Regions from separate parts of the Pelodiscus sinensis genome. Here region 1 is linked to region 2. The links are chromatin contacts, called in public Hi-C maps. All regions are on one chromosome and are shown on one strand. Each heading gives the region's core, a stretch centred on a gene start, on an enhancer-like site or on the middle of the called end of the contact. The rest is flanking DNA. Distances are from core to core; before and after follow the strand shown. Region 1 holds the start of MOS (MOS proto-oncogene, serine/threonine kinase). Region 2 holds the start of SDR16C5 (short chain dehydrogenase/reductase family 16C member 5).

What was found. A called contact is a pair of places that touch in the nucleus more often than the background predicts.
Region 1: a contact with region 2 is called in a Hi-C map of blood, with 4 times the contacts expected there. The contact joins the promoter of MOS here to the promoter of SDR16C5 in region 2. A contact is called at or near these places in 3 of 5 Hi-C or Micro-C datasets (blood, liver and an unstated tissue).

The regions. Positions count from the first base shown.
Region 1 is chr2:64,409,138-64,416,643 of ASM4963464v1, forward strand. It overlaps MOS (MOS proto-oncogene, serine/threonine kinase), which reads left to right and starts at 3,043. Exons shown (of 1, transcript XM_006126155.4): 1 at 3,043-4,425. The coding sequence starts at 3,191. The coding sequence ends at 4,240.
Region 2 is chr2:64,272,053-64,279,590 of ASM4963464v1, forward strand. It overlaps SDR16C5 (short chain dehydrogenase/reductase family 16C member 5), which reads left to right and starts at 5,266. Exons shown (of 7, transcript XM_075920665.1): 1 at 5,266-5,490.

The sequences.
Region 1 (7,506 bases), core at 1,793-4,292, 130 kb after region 2:
GATAGAGAATATTCTTAATAGGGCCGTTAATGCATGTGATTAAAAAATAATTGACTAATCTCTTTTAATCACACTTAAACAATAGAATACCAATTGATGTTTATTAAATATTTTTGATATATTGATTTCAGTTACAATACAGAACTGCTCACTTTATATTATTTTATTACAAACATTTGCATTGTAAAAATTATAAAGAAATAGTTTTCAGTTCATACAAGTTCAACTTAGTTCATTCAGTTCCTGCAATCTCTTTATCGTCAAAGAGTAACTTACAGATGTAGATTTTTTGTTAAATAACTGCACTCAAACCCGAAACAAAATGTACATACACTTTAAAGCCTACAAGTCCATTCAGTCTTATTTCTTGTTTAGCCAATCGCTAAGACAAACAAGTTTGTTTACATTTATAGGAGACAATGCTGCACACTTCTTATTTACAATGTTGCCTGAAAGTGAGAACAGGTGTTTATAGGGCCCTTTTGTAGCTGGGGTTGCCAGGTATTTATGCGCCAGATACACTAATGTCCCTTCCTGCTTCAGTCACCATCCCAGAGGATATGTCTCCATTCTGGCGATGCTTGTTTAAAAAAAAAAGTGTTAAATTAAATATTGACTGAACTCCTTGGGGGAGAATTGTATGTCTCCTACTCTGTTTTACATGAATTCTGCCATGTATTTCATGTAATAGCAGTCTTGGATGATGACCCAGCACATGATTGTTTTAAGAACACTTTCACTGCAGATTTGACATGCAAAAAAAGTACCAATGTGAGATTTCTAAGGATAGCTACAGCACTCAACTCAAGGTTTAAGAATCTGAAGTACCTTCCAAAATCAGAAAGGGACAAGGTGCAGAGCAATACTGCACTATGCACCCCCCTGCGATCGCCCCCCCAAAAGAAAATCAGTCTTCTGCTGGTAGCATCTGATGAAAGTGAACATGCATCAGGCCACATTGCTTTGGATCATTGTCAAGCAGAACCCATCGTCAGCATGGATTCATGTCCTGTGGAAAGATGGTGGAAGCATGAAGCAAATGAATCCTTAGTGCATCTGGCATGTAAATATCTTATAAAATCAGCTATGATAGTGCCATGAGAATGCCTGTTTTCACTTTCAAGTGACACTGTAAACAAGAAGTGGGCAGCATTATCTCCTGCAATTGTAAACAAACTTGTTTGTCTGAGTGCTTGACTGGACAAGAAGTAGGACTGAGTGGACTTGTAGGCTCTAAAGTTTTACATTGTTTTCTTTTTGAGTGCAGTTTTTATATATGATTCTACATTTGTAAATTGAATTTTCATGATAAAGAGACTGAACTACAGTATTTGTATGAGATGAACTGAAAAATACTATTTTGTTTTTACAGCATCAGTATGTAATCAAAGATAAATATAGTGATCACTGTACTCTTTGTATTCTGTGTTTTAATTCAAATCAACCTATTTAAAAATGTAGAAAAGATTCAAAATATTTAAATAAACAGTATTCTATTACTGTTTAACAGCATAATGAATCACGTTTAATATTTTTAATCATTTGACAGCACCAGTTCTTAATTTAAATATTCCTTTATATAATCCTCCAAACCTCTCATGCAGCATTCAAAAGGGCTGGAGCGCACAAAATCTACTAGACTGTCGTCCCCCCTCTCCTCCCGCAAGGCTCTGGTGTGCAAGGGAAATGTGGAGAACCCTTTCCCATTGGGGACCGCCTCAATGAGAGGTGGTTTTTTTCCGCTTCTCACTTGTGTGAAGCCCCCTGACTGACTTTTTTGTGGGTCAGCAGCCCCTGACCCAAACAAGGTTGCCCATCCTTGTTTTAACCACTGGGCCACTTGTCTTTCAGGATATATTGCTCTTGGTGCAAACACTGTTTTCACTGGCCTATAGAACTGCAGTGGTAGAACATGATGGTCTCCCAAGGAACGTAATCACAACAAGCACGTACGCACATCTACAGATAAAGCACACTCCAGGACTTGATGCAGCAAAGACAAAACTAAGTCTGTAAGAGAGACTTCTCCATTCTCTTTCTCCTGGCCACATGCTGCTTCACACTTCATCTTCTCCCTACTTTTCCACTGCCTCTTCCTCCCCTCTTGCTTTTCCCCCCAAGCTCCTATCTACTTCATCATGCACACTTCTGCCTCATCATACCCACAACTTTCACCCTCTGCTGTCTTGTCTATATTATCTATAAGCTCTTTAGGGTAGGAAAAAGTCTCTTACCCCCTTTAGATTTATGTTAAAAAATGACATTTTCTATAATCTGCTCTGCCCTTAGAGCAAGACTGAGTGGTATGGCCCTGGAAGCTGACAGTGTGGGGATCCCTATTCTAGGGTGCCCTGACACTTTTTAAATGCACTATTATCGACATCTATAATTCCCCAACAAAATCTAGATTCCTATTCCTTTCTCACATTGCACCCTTTCACCATCATCATAATTGTCCCTCACCAAAAGCAGGAAAAAATGACAGGCTTTGCAGCATGCCCCAAAGACATAGCATTAGGATATTTTGAATGAAAATATTTCCACTGAGGTCAGTGGGCACCAGCCTCTTATCTTGTATCATGAGCTCAAAAGTGGCTTTACTAACCAAGTAGGACATGAGAAGGGAAAGGTAATTTCACAAATAGGGAAGCCATCTTTGCCACCAATCATTCTCTTAACAGACTTCTCAGTATTGGCTTTCTCAGTTTCAACTGCTTCCTCCAGTAATAACTGAGAGGTGTTTAATGCACCTGGTGACTATCATTCTTGCCAACAGTGAAACATTTTACTTGGTCACTGTAGTCCATTCACTCATGGGATATTTTCTAATGACAGTCAGTTGGGGGTACTTGAAGTAACATTTTCTCCTGGGAAGAAAAATGAATACAAAAGGCCAGTATCTCATAATGTGAGTTGACATATTTTAGCCTAAATCCCATTTGTATCAAAGAGCTTTCTTTAAAAGCCTTGATTCGAGTGGAATTTGCTTTTGGAGTTGGAGAAAAGTGTTTGCAGCTGAAACTGATTGGGGTTCAGGTACTTGGTGACAGATGCAGCTTATTTGGGAGGAGAGAGGAGGGGGAATAAAAGAGGCTCTGGAAACAACTACTTTGTTCCTCTTTTTCAGGAGGCTCTTAGCCATTCTTTCTTTGTTTTTAAATACAGCTCTTGTTCTTATTCCTATCTCACTATGCCATCCCCTAGCCCTCTTAATAGTTTTCTTTCCCTGGAGTTTTCCCCTTCTCTGGACCTGAGGCCCTGCAGTAGTCCCCTGGTACTCCCTGGTAGAGGCGGAAAACTCTTCTTGGGGGGAACTCCGCCGCCGAGGGCTCGTCGGCTGCCTCCCCGCCTGGCATGGTGCTCTATAGACTGGGATCAATTGTGCCTACTACACCCCTTGGGCTCTGGGGGCTTTGGGGCCGTCTACAAGGCTACTTACCGTGGGGAGACGGTGGCTGTGAAGCAGGTGAAGAAGTGCAGCAAAAACCGGCTGGCATCACGGCAAAGTTTCTGGGCTGAACTGAATGTGGCCCGCCTCCTCCATGACAATGTGGTACGTGTTGTAGCTGCCAGCACCTGTGCTCCTGCCAGCCAAGACAGCCTGGGCACCATAATCATGGAATATACTGGCCGCACTACCCTCCACCATGTCATCTATGGTATGGGCTGCCTGCGGGGAAAGGGAGAGGATGAATGGGATGGGTGTGGCAGAGAACCCCTAAGCATAACTGACTCCCTGGCTTATTGCTCTGACATTGTGACTGGTTTAGCCTTCCTCCACTCACAATGCATTGTGCACCTGGACCTGAAGCCTGCTAATGTGTTCATCACTGAGCAGGGTGTGTGCAAGATCGGAGACTTTGGGTGCTCCCAAAAGTTGGAGAATAGTGTGTCCCCAGGTCCCCAGCTTTGCCAGCAGGGGGGCACATATACCCACCGTGCCCCTGAGCTTCTCAAAGGGGAGAGGGTCACACCCAAAGCAGACATTTATTCTTTTGCTATCACCTTCTGGCAAATGGTTACCCGTGAGCAGCCTTACTCGGGTGAGCGCCAATATGTGCTCTATGCGGTGGTAGCCTATAACTTGCGTCCTTCTCTGGCTGCTGCAATCTTCTCTGAGACAGTCTCAGGCCAAAGACTTGAGACCATTATCAGTAGTTGCTGGAGATCTGATGCAGAGGAACGTCCCAGTGCAGAAATGCTGCTTCAAAGCCTCCATTCACTGCAAGATAGACAATAGCAGGTTCTGTGGTGTCTCTTTCTTCTTCTTTTTCCCTTTTATGCCTGGCTTTTCTCTTGATCCTTTTTGTGTGTGTGTGTGTGGCTGCATTAGCATATTGTGGATCTGACCTCTATTTTGTCCAAAGAGGTTAAAAAAAATGTACCTGTTGATTGAGATTTCTATAAATAAAGTGATTAAAATTAGCTTGGTCAGTGTTGAGGAAATACATAGAGGCAGGACTGTCCAAAATGTGTCTGCTATATCATCTGCCTTGCCCAGGAGAAAACAGAATTTTGGTTTTGAACTATGGTATTTGAGGGGTGAAGTATGACTGTTAAGCCACCAAAAAGCATTTTTATAAATGCCTCAGACCAGAGTGATAGGCATCTTGTAACAATCTAGCTAACTATTTGCAAAATGTGAGATGGAGGCAGTATTTTCAACTGCCTCTGAAAATCTCTTCATGTATCTGTCTATTGATAACCTTCCTTCTCATTCCCAATTCTCCCAACAGATACGGATCATACATCCTATAAGTAGATGTACCGAGAACAGTCAGACATTGAAGATAACCTTTCTTCCTCCACTTCCCCAAATGTCAATTCATTTTATGTGTGATGAGTTAGGAATAAGGATGTTGGGTCACTTGTGTGCCTGTTTAGCACCCTGGCAACAAAGTAAGATGGTTTTTCATCAATTTAAGTTCTTAAAGATAAACTGACTCTACAAATGCTGTATTAGCAGGTGTATTGAGTTAAGAAAAGGCTGCAGTGTTGCCAGCTGTTAAGGTGAATCTATTTGTGATGGTTTACTTAAAACACTGCCCCCTGTAGTCTATGGAAAATCACAGCTTTCACAAACTGCTAAAAAACTCTGAAAAGAAATAAAGAACCAAATACTTTAAAGCCAAACTCTTGATTTTTGGGGGGCCTGATTCACAACTTTTTAAATACTGGGGGTTGGCACTAAGGAAGACATTTTAGAACTGCTAGGAAGGAAGCTGCCGTAACAACATAAACGTTTTAGAGAGATTCTAATTGGGGAAACTAGTACTGCTAGATTATCACACCTCCCCTGTGTCTTATCCATCTGTTGCATCTTGGCATAACCTGTGCTGAAAGTTTTCTGGGGGCAAAGGCTGACTCTACGAGTGTTTGCAGAGTGCCTAGAATAATGGTGTCTTGATACTGAATTGGGGTCACAATAACTGACACATTCTGGATGATTAGTGTTGTAAGACTGAATTGGAACTGTGAAGACAGCTATAGTCTGTACTCTTTCAGCTCTTCTCTTCATAGCTCATTTTGGGAAGCTGGGAAGCTGTGGTTCAGTGCAATTTTGTTATTTCTCACTCATTTCCATTCCTTAAAGAATTAATGTATTACAAGTCAGAAAGTTACTGATTTGTTCACTTCTTATGAAGTATTGGAAATAGGTTCTTGTCATTTGGAGTTGGAAATGCTAATCTTCAATATGAAAATGTCTGTGGCTTGTTGATCACAGAATTTTGCATATTTAAAAGGTACTCCTAAATCTTCTACATAATATTTATTATTGAGGGCTTTGAGAAGCATACCGGCATGTAGAAAACTGTAAAGGTAAATATTAGACTTGGTCTTCCATGTTTCTTGTTTCCTTCAAAACCTGCTTTATGGAGAGGTCATTGTGTGGCAATTTCACAGTGTACCATAATCACTTGCCCCATAATACTGTACAACTTAAATCGAGAGTCTTATGAATTTTAACATACTGTTACCATATTGAGTCGCATGGCTGTCTTGGAACTTAGTGATCAGAGTGCATTTAATGTAAAACCTAATTTAGAACAGCTAATCTTCACCAAGCTACTAATGGTCTGCAGACATAATGTTTTAAGCTAGTGACACCTAGTGTTCTAGTGATAGAAATGTAGCCGTGTTAGTCTGGGGTAGTTGAAGCAAAATGCAGGACAATGTAGCACTTTAAAGACTAACAAGATGGTTTATTAGATGATGAGCTTTCGTGGGCCAGACCCACTTCCTCAGATCAAATAGTGGAAGAAAGTAGTCACAACCATATATACCAAAGGATACAATTTAAAAAAAATGAACAAATATGAAAAGGACAAATCACATTGCAGAACAGAAGGGGGATGCGGGGGGGGGGGGGGGGGGGGGGAGGAAGGAAGGTAAGTGTCTGTGAATTGCTGATATTAAAGGTAGGGAGAGTGGGATGTTTGTGAGTTAATGGTATTACAGGTGATAATTGGGGAAACTGTCTTGGTAATGGGTGAGAAAGTTCAAAGACTTGTTAAGTCCTTGTTGGTAAGTGTCGAATTTTAACATGAATGACAGTTCAGAGGATTCCCTTTCAAGTGCAGATGTAAAAGGTCTTTGTAGCAGAATGCAGGTGGCTAAGTCATTTAGAGAGTGTCCTTTCTGGTTAAAGTGGCAAGAAACTGTTTTCTCTTTGTGATCTTGTCTGATATCTGTTTTGTGGGCATTAATCCTTTGGCGAAGTGTCTGAGATGTTTGTCCAATGTACATAGCAGACGGACACTTTCGGCACATGATAGCGTAGATTATATTTCTGGATGCGCAGGAATATTGGAACAGGATACCATACTCAAAGAGGCTCTGGGAGACAGACCCATAGTCTCCTATAGACAGCCACCTAACCTCAAGATGATTCTTACCAACCACCACAGGACATACCACACTAATACCAACCCTGGTACCTTCCCTTGCAACAAACCCCGTTGCCAGCTTTGTCCACACATTCATTCTGCTGATGCCATTATTGGACCTAACCAAGTGAGTTATAAGATCAAGAACACATATTCCTGCGCATCCAGAAATATAATCTACGCTATCATGTGCCGAAAGTGTCCGTCTGCTATGTACATTGGACAAACATCTCAGACACTTCGCCAAAGGATTAATGCCCACAAAACAGATATCAGACAAGATCACAAAGAGAAAACAGTTTCTTGCCACTTTAACCAGAAAGGACACTCTCTAAATGACTTAGCCACCTGCATTCTGCTACAAAGACCTTTTACATCTGCACTTGAAAGGGAATCCTCTGAACTGTCATTCATGTTAAAATTCGACACTTACCAACAAGGACTTAACAAGTCTTTGAACTTTCTCACCCATTACCAAGACAGTTTCCCCAATTATCACCTGTAATACCATTAACTCACAAACATCCCACTCTCCCTACCTTTAATATCAGCAATTCACAGACACTTACCTTCCTTCCTCCCCCCCCCCCCCCCGCATCCCCCTTCTGTTCTGCAATGT
Region 2 (7,538 bases), core at 4,016-6,515:
GAGCCGTTCACCTGCCGCTGGCGCCTGAGCCTGCCCTCCACTTCCTTGTCCCTCCACCGGTCTTAGTGAGTGACTGTCCCCGCCACTTCCCCTGGGAAGCCACTTCTCCCCATACTGCCAAGCTCGGTGCAGCCAGGGGAGAGGAGTTGGTCTCTCATCTCTTCCCTCCCAAAGTCCCTTAAAACCTTCTCCTGGATGACAGGTTATTCCTCCACCGGCCTTAGTGAGAGACTGTCCCCGCCACTTCTCCTGGGAAGCCGCTTCTCCCCGCACTGCTAAGCTCCGTGCAGTCCCGGGGAGAAGTGTCCGTCTCTAATCTCTTCCCTCCTACAGTACCTTAAAACTTTCTCCTGGAGGAAAGGTTATCCCATGCAAAATTTGGTTGTGGTAGCTCTTATAGGGTATGTCTAGATTACAGCCAGTTCTGTCGACAAAGCAAGCCGCTTTGTCAACATGACAGTGTAGACAAAAAGGACAGAGTAGATGCAATAACGCCTTCTGTGGACAGAACTTTCCATCCCAAAGAGCACTCAAGAGTGCTCCCAGGAGCCTGCCAGGAACCTCAAAAGGCATGCACTAGTCTGGGCTGGGGCAGAGATCCTGGCCCTCCTCAAGGTGTGAGGTAAGGAAGAGAACCTCCAGGAGCTCCACTCCAGATGGTGCAATGCTGATATTTATGGCCAGATGGATGAAAGCCTAGTTACAAAGGGCCATACCTGGATCCAGGAGCAGGCCCAGAGTAAAGAAAAAGAGCTCCACCAGGCATACGCCAGTGGGAGGGAGCGCAGCTCACACTTGGGGGTAGGACCCCACTTCTGCCCTTCACCACATCCTGAGAGGCAGTGCGGCCCTTCCCCTTCCCCTTCCCCACCTCTGGTAATGGACTCAGGGCTGGAGACACCCGTTGTCACTCACCTGGGGGTCCCAGCCAAGGAGGAGGACACGGCCAGCACGGTGACCACCATCACCCTGGAGCCGGTACCCCACGGCCTGGATGTGTCTCAGGCATTTTCTGAGGCCAGGGAAGGATCATCAGGCGAATGGTCTTAGTTTGCTCACACACACAGGGTGGGGGTGGCAGGTGCTGAGGGGCTGAGGTGTGATCATCGCTCAGCTTTTTGGCCTGGGCATCGCGCTACAGTCTGTGCATGTGGAGGCATGTGCAGCGCTAGTCTGCGCCACACAGCCTCAAGAGGCAGCACCAGAGCACCCTGGGCTCCTACACACAGGCTCTGGGGAGGCCGGTCACACTTCTTACCCATGGGGGAAACGGGGGGATGCCCCCCCACACACACTCACTGGAGTGCTGCACACAGCACACCTGCATGCTTGAGGCAGCATGCACTCTGGGGGGAGGAGGGGACAGCATTGCCAGGCGCAGATGTGTCTGCTGCTCACACACACACCCTTGTCCCCTGTCACCCAGTGGCCAGGGATACAAGGTCTCTCCCCTTGGGATACCACCACTGCTGGAGCTGACGTGTGTATGGCACCGATGGAAGCCTAAGCAGCTCGAGGCCCCCATCCCCGCCATCAGATCCCATTGTGACCGGCAAATTTCCATGCCTGCTTGTCCATGTGATGTGGGGAGGCAGGAAGCCTGGTACCCTGGGCACATCTGGGCTTCTGTAAAACAGGGCCCGCTGTCCAGGTCACACATAGCCTTGCTCCCAGGACACCTTCTTCTGACCTGGGAACTGTTGGTCTCAGCTCACAGATGAAGGCAACGCCTCAGGGAGAGTGTCTCCAGGGTTGACTGACCCTCTGTCTTTATTGTCTCCAGCCAGACCAGCTATGACTTTGGGGCAGGCTATGCCACCTGAGCCAGCCGCCCGACCCCAGGGGAGCCGCAGGTGCCAGAGAGCCCAGGAGGACCTCATGAGGGAGCATGTCTCCATCCTCCAGGACATGCTGGAGACACTGGCCCAGAAAGTCCAGGATGACATGCAGTGGCAGACAGACATGTTGATGGGGTTGCTGCAGCAGGGACACATGTGCGTGACCGTCCAGGCTCTCCTGACCCACCTGGAGCCAGCTTCTGCTCCTTTTCCAGACTGTTACCGGTCCTGCTTCCGCTCCCATGCCTGACCCTGCTCCAGCTTCCCTCCCCCCGCTTATCCCCCTAGACTCCCTGGGTCCCCCCACCCCCAAGGTTGCTGAGGTCCCCGCACATGAGGCTGAGGAAGCACCTTAGCAATGTGCCACTCCCAGCCCCAGCCCTGAGCCTCTCTTCCCCCCCTCCAAGGTTCTCAGCCCCCACCTCTCCCCTCCTTGGTTCTAAGACCCCCTACCCTGTTGGGCCTGCCAGATGGCAGCTGTGCACAGATGCTCAAAGGCCCTTCCCTCCTGTCCGTCCTCTGTCCCCGACCCTGGAAGGAATGCCTCCTCCTTCCTCTCCACTATGTTGTGGAGCTCAAAATATGCAGACACCACCTGGGGGATGTTTTGCTCCCCCACATCCAGGCGAGTCAGGAGGCACCTGAACATTGCCTTCAGATGCCCGAAGGCGCACTCTGCCTACATGTGGGCCCTGCCCAGGTGGGTAATGAAGTGGTCCTTGCTCGGATCAAGGTGGCCAGTGTAGGGTTTCATTAGCCATGGCATGAGGGGGTAGGCCGCGTCCCCCACAATGCACAGTGGCATGTCCACATCCCCAACTCTGATGCTTTGCTCAGAGAGGAAAGTGCCAGCCTCCAGCTTGCAAAAGAGGCTGGAGTTTCTGAAGACATGGGTGTCATATGCCTTCCCCGACCAGCCAACGAAGACATCTGAGAACTGGCCTCAGTGGTCAAGCAGGGCCTGCAGGATCATTGAAAAGTATCCCTTTCGGTTGATGTATTGTGATACCTGGTGGTCGGGGGCCCGGATGGGGATGTGGGTGCTATGAATAACCCCTCCTTCCCGGCAGCCAGGGAAGCCCATAGTGGCAAAGCCAGTGACAATGGGGTCCACATCACCCAGTGGATGACCCCGCACAGCAGGACTGTGTTGATAGCCCTCACCACCTGCAGAAGGAGACAAAAAACAAACAAAACAGAGAATCAAAGGGGGTGCCAGAGCCCTTGGGAGGTCCCTGATCCCTCTCCCTCCTTCCCCCCTCCACAAACACCCCAGGAGCTGCCCCTATGAAGTCCCCTTTCCCCCCTCACCCCCCCCGCAGGGCTGTGTGAAGGCAGGACTGCAGAACCCCTGCCACTCCCACCCTCTCTTTCCCTATGGCCCCCCCTTTCCATTACTCCCCTCCCCCCGCCCGGGACTGTAGTCCAAGAGCACCATACCTGCATGACAAGGGCCCTGATGGTAGACTTCCTCATGCCAAACTGGTTCCCAACGGATTGGTAACTGTCCTGCATTGCGAGCTTCCAGAGAGTGATGGCGACCCTCTGGGGGGATGGGAGGGCCGCATCTGCGTGTCCCATTGTGTGAGGTCAGGGGTGAGCCAGTTACACAACTCCAGAAACGTCTCCTTCCTCATAAGGAAGCTCTGGAGCCACTGCTGGTCATCCCACCATTCCATGACGAGCCAGTCCCACCAATCAGAACTGGTATCCTGCCACCAGAACCAGCACTCCATGGTAGGGTGCATCTGAAAGAGTTGCAGTCCCAGACGCATGTTGAGGGTTTCCTCAAGCAGCTCGGGGTTGTGTTCCTGAAGGACCTGGAGAGCAGCCTGCAGAAACTGCAGCACAACAGCATCTTAAAGACTAACAAAATATGTAGATGGTATCATGAGTTTTTGTGGGCACAACCCACGTGTCATTGTGAGTTGTGGCCACGAAAGTTCGTGGTACCATCTACATGTTTTGTTAGTCTTTAAGGTGCTGCTCGACTATTCATTGTTTTTTTAAGTTTCTCCAGTTAACTAACTTGGCTACCCCTCTGAAGCTTTTGCAGCAAGACAGTCAGGGGCCATCACATGCCCAGAGGCAGCTCCGATTCCATAGTGGGTTGTGCTGTGGTGTCCAAAGGCAGGGCAACCAAAGCACACAATGGCAATGATTTGCTGTCCCTCAGAGAGATAGGCAAGCAAGCAGAATAACTTGAGAAACAGCTGTACAGGAGAGGTCCCTTTAAGCAGGCAACGCAAGCAGCAGCTCCAGGAAGTGACTGCTGACTTAATGCCTGCCTGAACTGGTTCTGGGTGACCTTAAATGTAAGATAGGGTCCAATCAGTGTTGTCTATTTCTAAATAGCAAATGGCTATTTTGTTGTGCTTTTTTGTGTGTAGACATGCAATTTCAAAATATGCTATTCCGGAAGATTTCTTCTGGGGAAGCTTATTCTGAAAGAAGATGCCATGTAGACATACCCTAACAGATTGATGTGGGCATAAACTTTTGTAGATCAAAACCACTTTGTCAAAAGTTTCCTGTGTCAAAACCACTTCCTGCATCTGACCAACTGGTTTTGAGCCTCAAATGCCCAATAAATCTGTTATTGAGTCTTTAAAGGACCCACAAAACTCTGTGTTGTAAAAACAAGGGAGCAATTTTAAAAAATCCAACATCGATTCGATTTAATCCTTGTAAATCATTATCAAGCTCTGTGTGAGAGTGACAAGAACTGCTTTTCCCTTTATCTTCCTCCCCGCCCTTATTGGGGGGGAGAGCGTGAAGAATGGATGGAAGACTGCCTCCACGTGATATTTAAAAGTTAGGGGGCGGCTCACTGTCGCTAATGCTCTCCTGGTTTGTGTGATTCTGTGGGCAGGTTCATGACAGAAAGGTGGAGGAAGGAATCATTGTATCATTTGATCCACGGGATCATGTTTTCCATGGTGTTTCCCTCAGCAGCATGGCGGAAGCTCACTGCCCCTTCCTGCAGCCTCCGGTTGGTGGAAATTCCCTCCCCAAACACCAAATCCCAACCACGACAAACCTAGGGAAATGATGTAGCCAGATACTCCAAAAAAAAAATGTCTACCCCCCAACTTTTTAAAATTATGAACATAGAAAAAGAGGCTGGTCGTTGGTAGCCCTGGAGCAGTCAGGCTGGGCATCAGGGCTGGCAGCGTTCCCAAACCCGGTCATCAGTGCCGCGGATCCACTGTCACACGGATCCTTGTCGGTGCTGCAAGCCGGGCCGCTTGCCGGTGGATAGTGTTTCTGTCGTTGCACCGGCCAGCTGTGTGCGGATGCATCCGTCTACTGGTGCAATGCGCCCTAGGAGGCAAACTCCCCAGGGGCGGGCGGAACCCCTGTTCCCCCGCGTCTAACCCGCTCCGGGCTTAGGGGACGGCAACGTAGCAGGGCTGGAACCTCCCCGTTTCCACCGCTGCACGCTCCCCTCCCCCTTTCCCGCGCGGAGCGGAAGGGACCCGGGCTGCGATTCGCCCCGCTCCGAGATGGGTGGCGCCTGCTCCCGGGAATTTTCTGGCACAGCGGAGCGCGAGCGCTGCAGGAGGCGGGGAAGGGCGTTTAGCAGGGGCCGCTGCCGGGAGCTGCTGCGTCTGCACCGGAGCGCGAGCGGCCGCGGGGAGCTGCCCGCGCGGTGAGTGGGGGCGCGGCTCTGCCGGTCCCGCGGGCGCTGCAGGGAGGCCGGGTTCCCAGCTCCTGAGTGTCCCGGGGCAGCTGGCGCGTCCGCCTTCGCTTGGGTTAGTCGGCTGGGCTGGCTGCAGGGCGGTGCCCGGGCCGGGAGAGAAGGCTGGGGCCCCGCGCTCCACTTCTAAGCGGGAGGTGGTCTCCGGAGCTTCCTGCCGGGCAGCGCTGGAGACTGGCGGGCAAAACACGCCTTGCGGTTAGCAGCTTGGCTGAGCTTTTGAAGGGGGAGGGGGGCGGAAGCTGGGTGATGGGAGGCTGGCAAGGGCCTCGAGAGGCGGCAGGCTTGCAGAAAAGCCTCCTCCCCCTCCCCCACTCAAGCTCTTTTCGCCCTTTCCCCTCTAAACTGCCCAAGGTTCCGAGAGGGACTTTGGATGGGGGGGGTGGGAGTTTGTTGCAGAAGCGGGGAAGGGCTCAGGGAAGGGTTGTTAGCGGCTACCTGGGAAATGGTAAACCATTGCTTGTGGCTTAACCGCCCTACATAACCACAACAGCCTTCCCCCCACTCCTCCGTGCGCTTTGCATTTTAAACTCCAGCGGGCAGGCTGGCTCAGTCCCAGCCCGCTGGTCCAAGTTGTAAATGAAGAGCAAGAATGGGGAGCCACCTGCTTCTCCCCCCCCCCCCAGCAGGTAGCTCCGGCCCCCACAGACAAGGGCTGCTGCTGTATCAGAGGCAACATAGCAGGGCATCAGGAAGCAGACCAGTGGACTTTTTTCAAAAAAATTTCACCTGTATCTAGACTGCCACCGCATTCTTTCGAAATTAAATCGAAAGAATGCAGCAGGTTTTTTTTACAGTGGTAAACCTCATTTTATGAGGGAGATTGCCTTTTTTCAAAAGAGCTCTTTTGAAAAAAGGCGTTCTTGACCACAAACAGGGCTTTTTTGAAAGAGAGCATCCAGGTAGCCTGGGTGCTCTCTTTGAAAAAAAGCGGATCTCTTTTTCAAAAAAGTGTGGCTGTCTAAACTATCTTTCAAAAGAAGTTTTTTTTTGTTTTTGAAAGATTCTTTCAAAAACTTCTTTCGAAAGATAATCTGGACATATCCTGAGTGAGTGGTACTGTAACTGCTAGTGCTTTCCATCTGTCAGTGTAGACATGGCCTACCTGAAAACATTAATGTAGTAATCTGGGAGCACCAACTTGCTAAATTTTACTGAACTTTGCTCAGAGAATCAAGAATCCAAGTTCAGCAGACTTCCGATAACCCGGCACCTTTGGGACCCAGGGGAATGGCATGACATGGGGCGAACTGGGTGCTGGTGAGGGGCGATGTTGCAGGACCAACCTGGCAGCAGCTCAGCTTCCCCAAGTCTGCCGCTGCTGAAACTGACCAGCGGCGGACTTGGGGACGGGCAGGCAGAGCAGCTGGGGTCAGTTTCAGCAGTGCTGGACTTGGAGAAGCCCTGGGGCAGAGTAGCTGGGGTGCTGTCGGGTTGGTCCCGCAGTGCCGCTCAGGTGAGGGGTGGCGCTGCGGGACCAACCAGGTAGCACCCCAGCTGCTCTGCTCCGCACCACTTCCCCAGGTCCGCAGCTGGCCAGTTTCAGCAGCGGCAACAGCGGACTTGGGGAAGCGGTGCGGAGCAGCTCCAATTGTCCGGTTGTCTGGAGCACTTCTGGGTTCCAGTTGGTGCCGGACTATCGGGAGTGCCGGACCTCTGGATGCCGGACAATTGGAGTTTTACTGTAGTTGTATCAGGCATTATTTGTCTAGCCCTGTTGTCGCAGTGTATAATAAAGGACATGCTTTTTATGTGTGTGTGTGGAGGTCTTGTAGGACCCTGGAAATCTTTGTATTCTGGGTTCACTGACATCATGGCCCAATTTCCCACAGGAACCTCTATCCACCTTCTGTTATTCATGCAGTCTTGAACTAAAAGGCAGTGGCAACACAAATGAGAAATATCCCAAGTTTAAAAACTTTTTAGTCTTAGTTCTAAAAATTAAACTCTGAGCTCCAGTACAATGAACCTTCAGCTGAGGAGTGGGAGGGTAAAATATT